Linked DNA regions of Danio rerio: regions 2, 3 and 4 are each linked to region 1. The links are chromatin contacts, called in public Hi-C and HiCAR-type maps. All regions are on one chromosome and are shown on one strand. The core of a region is the stretch at or near the end of the contact, and the rest is flanking DNA. Distances in the headings are between cores, read along the strand shown.

Evidence for each region. A called contact is a pair of places that touch in the nucleus more often than the background predicts. HiCAR-type assays count read pairs that join an accessible place to other places.
Region 2: a Hi-C map of skeletal muscle shows a contact between it and region 1, with 3 times the contacts expected there. The contact joins the promoter of yjefn3 here to the promoter of cirbpb in region 1. A contact is called at or near these places in 6 of 18 Hi-C or Micro-C datasets (caudal fin, embryo, hematopoietic stem cells and 1 more) and 1 of 4 datasets of contacts at active chromatin or transcription factors (embryo).
Region 3: a contact with region 1 is called in a HiCAR-type map of caudal fin, with 4 times the contacts expected there. The contact joins the promoter of cbarpb here to the promoter of cirbpb in region 1. A contact is called at or near these places in 2 of 4 datasets of contacts at active chromatin or transcription factors (caudal fin and embryo).
Region 4: a Hi-C map of hematopoietic stem cells shows a contact between it and region 1, with 4 times the contacts expected there. The contact joins the promoter of midn here to the promoter of cirbpb in region 1. A contact is called at or near these places in 6 of 18 Hi-C or Micro-C datasets (caudal fin, embryo, gastrula embryo and 2 more) and 4 of 4 datasets of contacts at active chromatin or transcription factors (caudal fin, embryo, gastrula embryo and 1 more).

The regions. Positions count from the first base shown.
Region 1 is chr22:18,239,653-18,242,352 of GRCz12tu, reverse strand. cirbpb (cold inducible RNA binding protein b) reads left to right here and starts at 1,434. Exons shown (of 8, transcript NR_132111.1): 1 at 1,434-1,558; 2 at 2,158-2,266; 3 at 2,372-2,478; 4 at 2,664-2,700.
Region 2 is chr22:18,082,589-18,085,288 of GRCz12tu, reverse strand. yjefn3 (YjeF N-terminal domain containing 3) reads right to left here and starts at 1,284. Exons shown (of 6, transcript NM_001044843.1): 1 at 1,226-1,284. The coding sequence starts at 1,284. It overlaps LOC141380303 (a long non-coding RNA gene), which reads left to right. Exons shown (of 4, transcript XR_012398126.1): 4 at 1-333.
Region 3 is chr22:18,491,007-18,493,706 of GRCz12tu, reverse strand. It overlaps cbarpb (CACN subunit beta associated regulatory protein b), which reads right to left and starts at 1,403. Exons shown (of 10, transcript XM_680490.10): 1 at 1,335-1,403.
Region 4 is chr22:18,450,327-18,453,026 of GRCz12tu, reverse strand. midn (midnolin) reads left to right here and starts at 1,402. Exons shown (of 7, transcript NM_207052.1): 1 at 1,402-1,919. The coding sequence starts at 1,696.

The sequences.
Region 1 (2,700 bases), core at 185-2,684:
GAAACAGGATAGGGAGAATAGTTTGTGATAAATTGTAAATATTAAGTAAACTATCAATCATGTAACCTAAATGACAATCAAACTATTATCTTTAGGCCCAACTATTTGTTACAAAAATTTTTTATTCAAAAGGGAGAGCGGGGACAAAAGTAATGTGGGACGAAAGTAACAAAGCGTTTTTGTTTGTTTGTTTGTTTGTTTTTTTCAGCGCACTGACAACATTTGCTTTCCAGGTTAAACTAGCACATTCATCGTGCAAACCTTGATGGAGCTGCCAAATATCAGCTAATTTTGGGACAATGTTCCGCGGTTAGGCCTGTATTTCTGTTTTTAAGTGCAAAAAATAAATTGTTGTAGCAGTTCTTTTTTTCTTATTAAGTTTTGTTTCTCTTTTCATGTGTCACGCTATATGATATCTGTGGGTTATTTAGTGCAATAACACATCCTTAAGTTTGCATTCTCTGAGTTTTTTAGTGTAAAAGTAAATCAGATTTAAATGAGTTCCTTCAAGGACAAACTATAAATCGTGTCCCACTGTTAAAAGACAAACCTTATTCTTAATAACACATTAGTTTGCAGTGTTTGCATTCAAATGGTTTATAAAATTGATGCATATTGCCAATAATAATAAAAAAATATTTAAAAATTGTAGGAAATGTTCAAGTTTTGCATTGTTGGATCGCTTTTAAAAGATTTGGTTGAACTAAAATTTAAAATGAAAATGACATTTAATTTTTTTGTAATAACAAAGGAGGACAAATATTTTTGCAGTGAATATTAACATAGTTTTAGTCAGATATATTTAAAATAAACAAGATTAAGTCAGGAAATCTAGCACTAGCACTAATACTAGATATAAATAAATAAATAAATAAATAAATAAATAAATAAATAAATAGAAAGAAAGAAATATCTAACAAGTTGTGATATTTTTGACAGACGTGTGTTCTTCCCTACTGATGGGGTCAAAAGTAACACTGTGCAACTTTTGTTATATGAGTTATATGTTATATGAGAGTTGTTCTACATTTATACAAAAAAAAAAACACCTGATTTTGATAGACATTGTGAGTTAGAAACCATAGCAACAAAAAATAAAAATCTACTAAAAAATTTTTTTTAAAGGATTTTATGAAAAATGGTACTTTCGTCCCTGCTCTCCACTATTTCATTGGTAAACTGGAAGATGAGTTTATGTCTTCTGATTATTCTGATAACAACATGGTTTATTTATTTATTTCTGTCAATAATATAAGTGCAGTAACTTGGTCGTTATTTACCCTATCCACTGGTAACTGTAAATTCATGACCGTAAATATTACACACACCATTCATATGCGACAAAAAGCAATATGTTTCCGCGTGAGAGCATTATAACCGTAACAAAGGGATCTTTATTCATGTAAAGCCTGTGACGCGACGCGAAGTGAACCCGCCCTCATTGATCCGCAGTGACGTGAAGCCTTTAAACGGGCGCCATTTTCTGTGCTCTTTCTCATTCTGCCGCAGTCGGCGACGCGCTGTACAACCGTCCTGTGTGTTCAACAGAAACTCTGAGGTAACAAATATGATCTTTCTTGCCATGTTTTTGGTCTATACTGAAGCATTAATTTGATTCGGCTTGTTCTGTTGATGTTTAGTTTGTAATTCTGCTTTATTGTTCGCATTTAGGCGATATTTGATATACTTTCATATTTACAAGTATTTAAAATAGGTATTGTGTAATGTTCCCCGGTGTGACTACCGTTTTACCTAAAAGGTCTCAAATGCAGCATGTAAGTAGTCGCGGAATTGTACGATTTTGTGACTTTCTTTGTTCACGCTGCTGGCGTGTCGTTGACGCTAATTGCTTTCCGTGACCTAGTTCCACTGACCTACTTTTTACAAAACCGGGTTTAGCATTAAGTAATCGTTTCACTGTATTTTTTTAAAACGAGGATCGATCAAGATGTTAAGTATTGGGTGCGCTGATGTATTTAAGATTAAAGCCTTTCTTTGAAGCAAAATGGCTGCAGCACGTTGTGAGGAAGGGGGATGGTTAGAAAATGGCGTTTCCTTGTGACGCACTTTTAGGTGCGGTGTTTTTGCTTTCGATTCTCGTGTGCACGCGGTGATCTATATACTTTACGCTTTTAAGTCAACATTTTTTTTTTTCAGGTTATCATCATGTCTGACGAGGGAAAGCTTTTCATCGGTGGTCTGAGCTATGATACAACAGAACAGTCCTTGGAGGAAGCATTCTCCAAATATGGAACCATTGCCAAAGGTTTGTATTTAGTTCCATTTTACGTGTGTATTTGTATACTTTTATATTAATTTGTATATGTGTGTGTAAAATTAATTTGTAATTTTTCATTTTATTTTTTTATAGTTGATGTTATCAGAGACCGTGAAACTGACCGTTCTAGAGGCTTTGGCTTTGTGACCTTTGAAAATCCAGAAGATGCTAAGGATGCCATGGCTGCCATGAATGGAAAGGTTAGAATTTTAGCCTTTTAATGAATAAAATCTGTAATTTTGAGTGCTAAGACACCATGTATTTGTTGTAAGAGGGTTTTTGTAACGTCTATCCTTTTTTTCTGGGTATTTTTCAGGTTTAGATAAATGTTATTCTAATTTGAATTGTGCATGTTTGAGTCTTTTTTGTCGTTTTTGTTTTCCAGCAAGTTGATGGTCGCATGATTCGCGTTGATGAAGCTG
Region 2 (2,700 bases), core at 35-2,534, 160 kb after region 1:
ACAATAATTATAAGTAGCTTTCCCAGTACTTGGGTTGCAGCTAGAAGGGCATCCGCTGAGTAAAACATGTGCCAGAATAGTTGGTGGTTCATTACGCTGTGGTGACCCATGATAAATCAGGAACTAAGCCGAAGGAAAATTAATGAATGATTGAATTTTAAATAGCAATCCACACACAAAACGGGACAAACAGCATGGCGACCTGAAAACCCATCTTTTTCCAACCCAGGGTTGTCAGTCTTGGTATCGGCGTCAATACCTGACATCAATAAAAGAACACAGGGGCCATTAACACATACAAATCCCAGGATATACACTACAAATCAGTATGTTAAATAAAAAACTATACAAAACAATGCCAATTGTTTGTGTTCTCACTGTGTGATGAATCCATACAAAATCAACATTTTTGGGGGTTTAAGTAACAGTAGAAACATTAATCTCCCCTGAATTCACGCCGTTAAACCTCAAATCCTTAAATCCTATTATTCCGTACTCCCTTAAAGTGTATAATTTGCTTCGTCTCTTGCCGACCAGTGTATTCTAAACACCGTGGGCTGGTGTGAAGAGCTTCAAGGGCCTCTTTTGCCAGGAAAGCAAACCTCATGCCGCTCAGGCTCATGATCAAAACACCATTTGTTCTGTATCGTTTTTATAGAGATTCTCCAGTTACACTCTGCTGAATCAGTATCCTACAAGAATACGAGGCACTTTGTCAGATGCGAGATCGAATTAGACACTTTTATAGACTGATAATGTGCTCTGACAGATGCCATATTTCACTCGGATCAGAAAACAGGCGGCCTCCTGCTTGTTTAAAGAGCAGATCTTTGGCTGTGATGTTGCCATCACAACATCCAGCAGCTAAAATGTCACATCACCTTCACCGACATACCTAAATCACTCACAAACTGCTGTAGAGAGACCTGAAGTGCAGCGTTTCTTTCACCTGTTTGCTGCCTGCATGCCAGGTTATTAAAGCACGTTGATCTTAATCAACGTCCCTTAGTTTGGCAAACAGGAAAGCTGGGAGGAAATGAAGTTAGATGCATTTTCTTTAGACAGTAAGGGATATTACAGCCATCCGTCTGTGTCCCAAATTACATTCAGTTAGACTGAAGTAATGATACAAACAGTATTCACCCTTATTAAGATGCATTTAAACACAAACTGCTACTGCTCACATTATGAGGCGTAATAACAACAAAAAAAAAACATAGCATACCTGAGGTAACGCAGTGGCTCTATGGTCTCAGGTTCTTTCTCGTTGGAGCTGTGGTTCATCTTGATTTATTCGGCAGCGCTTATCTCTAGCAACAGTCACCCTCTTATTGCTCTTTCTATTCTCACTGTGTGTGCCCTGCTTCAGTCTACTGGCTTACTGGCTGATAAAACCAGGCTCCACGCGTAGATCAGCTACTCTTGCTGGAAGTGTCAGCCAATTAAGAGGCAGGGAGACACCGGGAGTGCCGTCTGATTGGCTGAGCACCCCTGATGCTGGAGAGCTCAGTCAAGCATAAACCGCATCCCTTTCAGATGGAGCATCCTCAGTAGAGGAGCGTGAATGTGTCTATTTTGATTTGAACGCTTATTCATCATGGAGCTGTTTTGGCACATTATCTGTGTAATACTACTGATCATGCATATATTCACGTGTTGAGCTGTTATTATGCAAGGTCTGAGCATTTTGACAATAATTATCATTTATAAGACTCATAAACGGAGATGCTGCTAGCATACAAAGCCAGCAATATTATATTTTAAAGTGTTTAATTTTGTTATAAATATGCAGGGTTTAGTTCATTTGCATTTGAAACGAGCAACAAGCAATGTTTTACATAATGTAAAGTGTTCTAAACTGGATTAATGGAGAGTGATATAAATTAGCGCCACACTGCCGTTTAGAGGTCATATCGCGTCTCTGCAGGCATAAAGTTATTCTGTTGGGGAAATAAACGTAGTAAATTAGGCTTGAGTTTGAGATATATACCCAAACATGCAACTAATTAAAGTAATGAAGAATATAATTTCAGTACTCACTATAATCCTGATGAAAGTGTTATGACGTCACAATAACACCAAAAGACTCCATAAGATGTGATTTTACTTAACATATTGGTATTTATACTATTAAGATATCTGTGAAAGCGATTATCGCTAATATTGAACGACTTTTTCACATTTTAAACGACTGAAGAACCATTTTGGTCGCTCTGAAATCCGATCACGCGGAGAAGACCGTTTCCAGGCTCAGACAAAATGAAAGACGTAAACGGTTGGTGTGAGGGAAAGTGTTTACCGGCAGTGTTGGGTAAAGTTACTTTTAAAGTAACATATTACAATGTTCACAGCAAGAAGGTCGCTGGTTCGAGCCTCAGCTGGGTCTGTTGGCATTCTGTGTGGACTTCGCGTGGGTTTCCTCCGGGTGCTCCGGTGTTATGCCGAGAAACACACCTCTGCCGCAAAATGCACCCTCTCATAGACTTTTATTAGCATTCTCAGTCGACATAAATAAATAAATAAAAGGTCTTAGTTTATTAAAACGTAAAATTATTATTTTATGTGTACGTTTAAAAACACTAGATTTACAAATAAATGAAACATTTTATTAAGTGTAGCCTAAAATTAGCCTTTTTGTTGGGTTTTAAACAGGGTAAATGAAACACAAAATTGTTGCTGTTTTAAACTAAACCACACATA
Region 3 (2,700 bases), core at 154-2,653, 250 kb before region 1:
TTACTTTTAATGATTTATTATCAATTACATTATACACTTAACAGAGATAAATTGTAATTTTATTGGTAATTCATATGTTACTTATTTAGACAAGTGCTATTGTACTTAAACGGTTTTTGCTATTCCAGCTTTGCTACTTTCTAGTTCTAGCAGCTACTAAATACAATAGCTAAATAATACTTTTTAATACAAATGCATGTGTTTGTGTTACTAGCAGCTTTATTTTACATATTACAAAGTATTATCATCACTACTGATCGTCAGTTAGGTTTGTGTAGCTATTTCATCATTGGTTATTAAATATTCAGTTGTAATATCAGTGGAAGTAACGTATATAAAAATCTCAATTAAATGTGCACTTTATTCAGATACTTCAATTACAGTACATCAGTTATTGCTGCTATTTTTTTAAGCTTTACGTTTCATTGGTAGACAAGTAGCAACAAAAATATTTTTGATAACATGATTTTTTTTGGTAAATATTTCATTGTTACTGGTAATAAATTGCACGTATATATATATATATATATATATATATATATATATATATATATATATATATATATATATATATATATATGTGTGTGTGTGTGTGTGTGTGTGTGTGTGTGTATATTTTCGATACTTATTATTATTGTTATTCGGTACTTATTTGAGAACAACTGTGTACTCATAATTGTATTGTTGTCGCTTCTGTTTATCCTATTCATTTTTCGTTTTCATGGTAGGCTACTTAACGACTTATTATCGATTACATTATACATTTATTTTAACAGAGATAGATACTATGTTATTGGGAATTCACATGTTATTTATTTAGACAAGTATTATTGTACTTAAACTGTTTCTGCTATTCCAGCTTTGCTACTTTCTAGTTCTAGCAGCTACTACAAACAATAGCTAATAATTAGCCTACTAGTAAAGCTGGAATAGCAAGTTGCTTAATTGAGATAATCACTGTCGCTAGTAAAACTAGTCAGTTTTTGGTTATGACTAGACTACAACACAGTTAGTTAAAATATATGAATGTTTAAACCGCTTGCCATAACAGCGTTATGTGAGCATCAATAGACGCTCGATAAACCCAAATACAAGATGGATTTAAATATCACTCCCAAAACAAAAGAGTTCAAGCATTTACAATAAACAGATAACCCGTAAAACGCAAAGTAAATCGGTTGTGTGCTTCCTCAGACCAGCAGAAACTCGTTGGCTGAAGATGCTCTCTCCACATTTCAGGCTATCATCACCCTCCAATAATAAAGCGCGATGTCATTCAAGACGCTGATCGAGGAAACAATAACTGTGTGAAAGACAGGCGAACCAAAACTCACCGAACTCTAATTCACGTGGTCCATGAGACGAAAGAGGGGAAGCTCGCGAACGATTCCACCGGTCTTCTCCTGAATTTGGGCTTTAAAATCTTTTTGTATTTATGAATGAAGCCCCCCGTTAAACACACCCACTCGCCCGTCGCCCAGTGAGAGGCGCAGACTGTGACGTCAAAAGTGAGGTACAGCGTTACTTATCACAAGTGTCTATCACGCCCTCGTCCTCTCATGATGTTATGGAAATGAGGTAATCCCCCATTTGAGTCAGTGAAAAATCTTCAGAAACGGGCATCCCCAAGCGGCCTGGGCGCAGTGCAGGTTTGGAAGAACATAGGCTATGGATCATACTTAACATAAATATAATAGCAGAGTAAATTGTAGGGAACAATTTTTTATTATTTAATGTGAATCATTAATAATTTCAACCTTATTTTATACTGGAAGGACTGTGAGAATGAATTAAATTCGTGCAATGGATATTTTGAAGTGACATAACGCCCCCTGCTGTTTGTAACGATCATTACACCCTTAATTTAGTCAGTGGGTTTTTCTCATTCAGTCATTCATTTATTCATTTTTCTTCGGCTTAGTCCCTGGGTCAGGGTTCGCCACAGCGGAATGAACCCCCAGGTATTTCTCATTGTTTTATATATTTCTTTAAAAAAAAAGGTTAGGTCCCTATCAACGTTTATTTTACTAAACACAAGATGGCTTTTAAAGATGGCCATAAATGAACATAAATTAAATTATTATTTATATTTTAAGAAATTACTATTTAATTTATTTTCTTTTTAGCTTAGTCCTTTTATTCATCAGGGGTCGCCACAGCAGAATGAACCCCCAACCTATCAAGAATGTTTTACACATGGATGCCCTTCCAGCTGCAACCCAGTGCAGGAAAACATCTATAAACACATTAATTCATACACATACACTACACGTCTAACTGTCAAAATGTCAGTTAGACCATACACTAAATGTCTTTGGAATCTTTATGTATAATTATGGAGTGTATTGTGTGTGCAGATGTGTATATATGTATAGAGTGTATCATGTGCCCATATTTATAGTGTGTATATGTATAGAGTGTATCATGTGCCTATATTTATAGTGTGTGTAAGTGTAAGGGGTGCATCATGTGTGCGTATGTATAGAGTGTATATATGTATTGTAAGGGGTGTATCATGTGTGTATTTGTAAGGGGTGTATTGAGTGTGTATATGTATGGGGTGTATAGATGTATAGAGTGTATCACGTGCCTATATTTGTGGAGTACATATGTATAGAGTGTGTATATGTAAGGGTTGTATCAAGTGTGCCTAAGTACATATAGTGTGTGTATTTGTAAGGGGTGTATCATGTGTGCGTA
Region 4 (2,700 bases), core at 153-2,652, 210 kb before region 1:
TATTCATAAATGTTTTATTTTGATTTATATTTTCAATAAATTGGTCTTACACCATATTTTCAGATTTGTCAAACTATATGTATTAAATCTGGTACTTTTACTATAAACCGACACATCAACCATTTGGTAGAGGTTGATATTTTAGAAATGTAAAATAAAATGCATTGAGTGTGTTAACTAGCGACATTAGGAGTTAAGAAATGCAAGGCAGTGATAGGGTTAAGACAACAACAACATACACGTGTTCAACATGAATTTCTTTAATAAATTAATATTTCAGTGACATTCCTGATTTTCTGTCAGTAAAAAGGCTCTAAATGACAATATTTTTATTTTAAATTTGCGAGAAGACCTTTTAAAAATAAAGCCATAGCTGTATAAGTCCAGTCAGGAGCGGATTTAACCAATAAGCAAGATAAGCGGCAGCTTAGGGCCCCAGGAAATCTGAGGGCCCCCAAATAAATACCTAGAAGTATAAATTACTCCTATAAATTATATTTAAATCATATTTTGTATAACAAGTGTGTCTAAAAAAATAAAAGTTTAATGTTTATTATATCTGTGCAAATGTATCCCTCAATCATGGAGAAGTCCAGCAAATTAGGTAAAGAATTACTTTTAATTTTCAGAAAATAAATAATTTAAAATGCTTACGAGATGCATTACATGTTGGTATTATTTTTGCATTAAGAAGACAAAATGTAGAAAAAGAAAAAAAATGCAAAATAAATCAATTAAAGTACAAAATGAGCATTTTAGAACTTTTGTTCCCCATGGCTGAAATTGCTTGGGCCCCCAAATCACTAAATCCTAAATCCAGAGGAAGCATAATTGTCAAGTGGTTTTTAATATGTTTCCATAGCTGTATATAAAAACTACAAATCCATAAACTCTTTAGCTTCAGCAAAAGAATGTCTACCATTAAATGTCAACAAATATGCAACATTAGCTACACACGAAAAGCAAGGTGACACAAAGTATTTTTGCTGTGTTTTGAAAATAGACCGCGCAGTGTTGCTGTTTAAACATTCAAGGTTATATTGGGTGACTTTTGTTACTTTGACAGTTTGCCTCATGAATGGTGTGGAATTGGTAACAGTGGGCTGGAACTCCAGGACTGGAGCTCGTCGCCCACTCAGATTGGATTTGTCCTCAATGAGGAAAGCGGTGTGGGGGAGAGAAATGAGGCGGTGTTTGCGCTCCACGTGGGTGAGCAGGCCGTCCTCCCGTTGGCTGTGTATATGACGTCACCACTAGCCCCTCCTTTGATTGGGCAGAGCTTTTGTGGGTGTAATCATAGCGGCACAGTGGAAGTGAGACACGGTGAAACAACGGGCATTATTATGCGTGTTTCACTGGAGTTTCTCTCCGCGATGAGAGCTGCGCTTTAAAACATAGGAACAGATATAAAGAAATATACATATATAAAGAAAAGAAGGAAAGATCGCGCTGGTTTTTGCAGTACACTGTCAACGACAAAGGACTACACTTGCAGAATATGCATTTGAATGCACTATCGGAAAAATAGAATTAAAAACTGCTGTATTTGAAGATATTAATTCGGGGGATCGCCGCAGGATCCATCACCAAACGGGAATAATCATTGGGAATATTTTTCCAATAGCTTTCCATTGAGACACCCAGCCCTATCCGCCCGCTTCCATCGACCCTGTCTCCTCTATCGTAGGCTATCGAATGGACCAGCATCCGAGCGCCCGGAGCTGCAGCAGTCGCGGAGCTGCGCCGTCCTGCGAGAGCGTCTCCGGCGAGCCCCCCATGAATTTGTACATCCACTCCACCACCGGCACACGCTTCGAGCTCTCCCTTCCCGCAGAAGAGACCGTGGAAGGGCTAAAGCGAAGACTCTCTCAAAGACTGAAAGTACCCAAAGAAAGACTCGCTCTGCTACACAAAGAAACGTGAGTAGTGGTCTGATGTGTTCCTGTTAGATTGCACGGGTTAGCTGTTTTAACAATGAGCCGGTCAGAAGGTGGCTTTGGCTGGGTTTCCTAATGGAGATTTTTTTTAGCCATGCCTATTGGCAAGCCGTTTTAGCATTTATTAATTTAAGCTAGTATGTTTTGTATGTTTTTTTTTCTTCTTATTAGTACTTACTCCAGTAGTGCCTATAGTTTGCCTTTCTAACTCGCTGGAAAAAATTCACAAGATAGCAGTGTTTATTCACTAGTTCTTATCTATTAAACATTACAGCATTTAAAGGGATAGTTCACTCATGACTGAAAATTCTGTCGTTATTTACTCACATGTTCCAAACCTGTTTAACTTTCTTTCTTCTGTTGAACACAGAATAAGATGTTTCGAAGAAAGCTGAAAACCTGTAGTAATTGTTTTCCCTATCATGGAAGTCATCGGTTGGTTACAGGTTTTCAGCTTTCTTCGGAAATCGCTTAGGGGTGAGTACGTTTTCAATTTTTGGTAAATTATCCCTTTAACTATTGTTGACACTGATAGTCATTCTAACTGTTCACTTCTGACCAGCTAATATCTATTCCAGTTTTAATAGCAACTCTTAATTTAATACTATTTTATTTTTAAAAATGAGTCATTTTGACTACTGACATAGTTATCAATTCCAGTGTTATACCGTGACTACCAATGAAATAATAATCTCTAGTATGCAAGGAGTAAGCAGTTGCTGACTATCTGAATACATTGTCGTCACTACCGGAACAACTACTA